2 separate regions of the Zea mays genome follow, and region 2 is linked to region 1. A link is a contact called in public HiChIP or PLAC-seq data. All regions are on one chromosome and are shown on one strand. Each heading gives the region's core, a stretch centred on a gene start, on an enhancer-like site or on the middle of the called end of the contact. The rest is flanking DNA. Distances are from core to core; before and after follow the strand shown.

What was found. HiChIP or PLAC-seq counts read pairs in DNA pulled down with a chosen protein or histone mark.
Region 2: an H3K4me3 HiChIP or PLAC-seq map of leaf shows a contact between it and region 1, with 3 times the contacts expected there. The contact joins the promoter of LOC100280154 here to the promoter of LOC100272306 in region 1. A contact is called at or near these places in 3 of 25 Hi-C or Micro-C datasets (ear, leaf and tassel) and 1 of 3 datasets of contacts at active chromatin or transcription factors (leaf).

The regions. Positions count from the first base shown.
Region 1 is chr3:163,555,278-163,557,897 of Zm-B73-REFERENCE-NAM-5.0, reverse strand. LOC100272306 reads left to right here and starts at 1,332. Exons shown (of 7, transcript NM_001146791.1): 1 at 1,332-1,775; 2 at 1,865-2,140. The coding sequence starts at 1,503.
Region 2 is chr3:163,750,468-163,753,087 of Zm-B73-REFERENCE-NAM-5.0, reverse strand. LOC100280154 reads right to left here and starts at 1,331. Exons shown (of 9, transcript NM_001153086.2): 1 at 1,043-1,331; 2 at 1-54. The coding sequence starts at 1,074.

The DNA.
Region 1 (2,620 bases), core at 83-2,582:
TTTAAGGACATGAAAACCAGGTGCCCTAACAATATAGAACATCAATGCACAATTTCATTACTATGGATTCATTTCACAAGCAAATTAGAAAAATACACACATCATACTTGCATAAAACTTCCTTGAGTTCGTCGTCTATGCATGAATGTCCCAAATTTACAATAAAGATAGTAAATGTGGTATATCGCTTGAAAACTTGTCTTGTCCATCCTACACCAAACATGCCATACTATCAAGCTTTATACATGTCGAGCAAGCTTTAAATAAGAAACATTTGTTGACTAATATTTTTGAATTTCAATATATTTTATAATAATATGTTCACTCTGTAGTGACGCATGAGCGTTTATCTAGTATATTATTAAATACTTACTTTATTTTTTATTTATTACAATTTTGTTTAAAAATGAACTAACGGACGACAAATATTCGAGTAGTATGTGCCGTTTGCCCCGTTTCGTTCCCGCACCGGACAGCCCATGGCCCGCGAAGGCCCAATGCGGGCGTGCGGCCAGTGGCCACAGGCCCGGCCGCCCTGTCCGCTCTTCCTCCTCGTGTTCGGACAGTCGGCTGTTCGTTCAGTATTCTAATTCAACCTCGACCCAAACCCTAGCGCGCGACCGGCTCGGCGGGCGGCAGTTCCTGTTCGAGGCACGGCGGCAGCGGCGGCGGCGACAGCCGGCTCGGGCTCTGGGCTGCGACGCGAGCGGCTGCTGCGGCGCGCCGGGGTGGGCCTGCCGGCTGCGGCCTGTGGGCGACGGTGCCGCGAGCCACGAGCGCGTACCGCGGAGGTGCCTGGTGGCATAGTGTCTAGTGGCGGCGGCGCGTCGTGATTCGTGAAGGTCTCAGGCCGGGCGTTCCATTTAAAATCTCCTGAAACACTGTTTGAATTCAACGGACACTGAAGCCGGAGCACGGACATGGTCTAGTTTCTCAAAAACAATTTGACACACTTTCATATTTTGAATACGGGACCCCTTTGAATACACAGGGCGAAATCCTTCGTCCGCCTCTATTCCTTTTTACCCCTACCTCCCTCCGTTCGCGTCGCCCGGCGGCCATCCCTCCCTCCACTGATGTCCATGCCACAATCCTTCCTCCTCCTCCCCTCCTTTTTACCCCCACCTCCCTTAGTTCGCCTCGCCTCGCGGCCGCCATCGTCGCCATCCCTGACCGCCCTCAGATTCCACCGCGTCGACGCCAAGCTTTCCCCGCCACTCCTCGCGGCATCCCACAGTCCTCCTGGCGGCTTCCGCGGATACTGTGATTCTGGCGGCAGCGATGGAGGAAGCGGAGGTGATGGCGGGCGAGGAATGGATTCTCCTGGCCCTGGGGACGGGTGGTGGTGGGAGCGGTGGCTCCAGGCCCTCCACCCGGAGTTCTTCCTCCTGTTCCTGCTCCTCCAGTCCGGCGCCGCATCCGCGCTCGCTGAGGCCCTCAGCACTTCCGGTGATGACGCGGGGGACGTATGGGAGGTGAGGGGCGGCAAGCGCACTCGCCTCATGCCGGACCCAACCTGGACCTCCTATCTCATTGCTGGGGACGACGGAACAAAGCGGGAGGACGGGGATGAAAAGGTTGGAAGCATCTCTAAGGACCTGGCCGCCCTACGGAGGCAGCTGGGGCGGTCGTGGCGGCGGTACGCCGAAGTTGCTGTTCATCTGTTACTCCCTGACGGATACCCTCATAGTGTCAGCAGCGACTACCTTAACTACTCGCTCTGGCGCGGCGTACAGGGTGTGGCGAGCCAGATCAGCGGGGTGCTTTCCACACAGGTAGTGGAGCTCATCTGAGCGTTTATCACAAATTTTCCAGGCAGCTAGGTAAAGGGTAGTGTATTTATTCCCTAAAATGTTTTCTTCAGGCTCTGCTCTATGCGGTTGGGTTAGGGAAAGGAGCGATACCCACTGCTGCTGCGGTGAATTGGGTGCTGAAAGATGGCCTCGGGTACCTTAGCAAGATCATGTTGTCCAAATTCGGACGCCATTTTGATGTTAACCCCAAAGGGTGGCGACTATTTGCTGATTTTCTGGAGAATATGGCTTATGGGCTGGAGATTCTGACTCCAGTGTTCCCTCACCTGTTTGTTCCAATTGGGGCGGCTGCTGGTGCTGGCCGCTCAGCAGCTTCTTTGATACAGGTTAAGACTTACTTTGGTATTGGTTATCAATATTCTATAGTTTGCATTTATGGAAATCTATGTTCATTATAGCGCAATGTAGGTGTTCTGCCCTGTGTATCTCGGTATCCTCATAATTGGTAGCCATATGAACATGGGTCTTATGATATGGCCACTAGAAGATGTATGACTATATTTGAAGATTTTCATAGCATGTTTATACTTTATACTCACCACAACAATAAACATAGAACTTCTATAAAATTCCATTTTAGTGTTATTTCTGCTAATTGCAGATATAACATGTCCACCAGGGTTCAGTGAGTTTTGAACTATAGTGGACTGGGTGTTGTTTCTAAGGCTATCTCCAGCTGCTTACCCATCCCCATATCCATATTCAAACTCCACTCTGCGAACAGTGCAGTCTATAGTGCAAAACAGTGCTTTTAGGTAAACTATGGGTAGACCGCTGCAGACGGTCTAAGGCTATCTCTAGCAGCT
Region 2 (2,620 bases), core at 82-2,581, 200 kb before region 1:
GCTAACAAATCTTTCTGCAGACCATACTCCTGACTTTGCCATTCCCACAGCTCACTGTAAGTTCCACAGCAACGAGCTCAATCAGAAGTGATTAATCTTGCAAGAAACTTGAGGAGAAGTTCAGAGCAAGGAGTGAAAATGTGGAGCATAAAAGTATGCCCAGCTAACGTCGCAGAAAAGGGTAAAAATCTTAACAGTGAATTGTACTGGACTGAAAGGTAAATTTGGGAGGAATGTAGATCATGAATAATGCATCGGTGACAAATAACAACTGGCACGAAAGGCAAGCAACAGCCACAAACAGACATGGTAAAACTTTAATCTTGAGTACAGCAAATATGTAAAAGTTTTTTTCTACTATTTTTCTTTTTTGGATGTGTAATGACAGAATGTTCAGCGTTCGGTAAATATATATCAGACAGTAAACTAGCGAGGGTTAGAAGCTCGTGATAGCAATCTAACAACGAAAACGGATGAAACAAGAAAAACAAAAATCCTTGGATAAGTAAGGAAATGCATCAGAAGTGGTGTCCGAAACAAGACACTACAGCACCAGCTTTGTCACGAACTTCACGGGAGCAGCTAACAGGCAGGGCAGCTAGGGTTTATATGGCCGGAAAAGCCCAAGACAACTGAACCGCTGCTAGCTGATTATGGACGCAGCACGCCGAAAAGGCGCAAAAGCCACAGCAAAGCTTCGTACAAAAGAAGGGAGAATACGGCCCTTTGCCCCCAGAATTAGTAGTCCCTGCGTCCTGCTCCCTTAACATCATCGTAGGACGCATAAAGAGCTCACCCACCAAAAAGGGGCGCAGCAACTTCCGGGCTCTAGTACCTGCTGCCACACCCACCCGAGCTCCCTTAACAAAATTGGGGATCGACGGTGGGCTGCAGCCTGCAGGGACGGAACCGAAGCGAGAAAAGAGAAGCCGGTGACTGGAATTTCGTCCCCAGCCGCGGGCACCAAGGCGCGGCCTTTCTCCGCGGCGCGCGACCCAGGACCAGTAGTACCACGGACGGTGTTTCGGTGCGCGCAACTCACCCCTGATCGCCAATGGCGCCGTCGAAGTCCATGACCGCGCGCGCGGCGAGGGCCGCGGATTGGATCCGGCGTCACGCGCGGCTACTGCTTCACCGGCGGGCGACAGCGACGACGGGCTGGCTGGCTGGTTCTCCGCGCCGGACCAGGGAGCGGGGGGCAGGTGGAGAGGGGGACTGGAGGGGAGGAGGTGGTGGAAGTGGAAGAAGTGGGGTGGGCGCGGGGTGCAGGGCAGCAGGCAGGCGGTTTGAGCCCTCTCCTCCCTCTGCCGTCCCTTTCGCTGTCTAGACACAAGTCCAAACTCCAAACCCCCGATGCTTTTATCCACTCTCTCCTCTCGCTCTCACGCTCTCTCTCTCTCTCACCAGTTGTGGTGACAGCACAGTCTGCAGAGCGGCACGGAACCCCGCGAAAACCAAAAAGAATCGAGAGGCGTGGGCCGCGGATTATCTTATGATGACTAAGGGTCTGTTTGTTTACCTTCATGGATTATATAATCTGGATTATTTTTGGAGGATTATATAATCTAGATTATATAATCTCGATTATATAATCTGAGTAGTCCCGTTTGTTTACCCAGATTATTTGAGTTGTTAATAGGATTCTTTTGTATGAGGAAGACAAGAATGCCCTCTATATTTGTACTAGGTTGAAACTCATATATGAAAAAAATAATTCAATTGACACTGTCAAATATTGCATTAGCAATATTATCACGGAAGGCATTCATGTCACCTTCTTCATCCCCAAATTGACTAGTACTAGGCGCAAAAACGATTTGGTGGATTATAATGGCAATGGTGGGTAATTTCTAGGAAACTTGAAAGGGTAGTGGGGAAGTGGGAAAAAATAATCTGAAATAAGCACCTCCTCACTTGCTTATGGATTATCATAATCCAAGGGGTTAGATTATATAATCTGGGCAAATAAGCTGGACTGTTTGTTTGCCTCTTAGGATTATTTAATCCAGATTATATAATCTGGGGGGTAAACAAACAGGCCCTAATCCTGACCCGGATTTAATAAGTAACTACTAATCCAAAGCGGTTGCCAGGCCATTTTGTTAGGAACAGCCCTTGCCAGGCCGTGAAGATTGCTGGGGAAGCCATTGACTGGGCCTGGAAAGCTTGCACCGGAAGGAAGCCCAGCCCGAGGATTTTGCAACTCCAAATGAAATCATCATAAAGATGCTACAGTAGATTCATTTGTACTAGTACTACGTCCCGGCGGAGATGGCATGAGCTACAGTGAATGCGCAGGGCGGGGGCAGGGCACGGGGTACATCGTGGCCATTAACTGCGGACCCAGGGCGTTCATGTGATCCGGAGCATTCAAGACGAAGACGGGAGACGGCCGAGCCCGAGCCTCTCTCACTCCGTCCGTTGCGTTGCTACGGACGGTACGGTTGCAGGCTGCAGGAGCAGGACCAGCGAGCCCCGACGCTGGGAGGTGGGCCCTGTGGATCCGTCTATTCCATGGCCGGATGGCCCCCGCATGTCGGGAGCTTCCTGTCCCGTTCTGTTGGACTGCTACGGTTACATGCAGGAGCTCCAGGTCCAGTCCAGATGCACATGGGGCCGC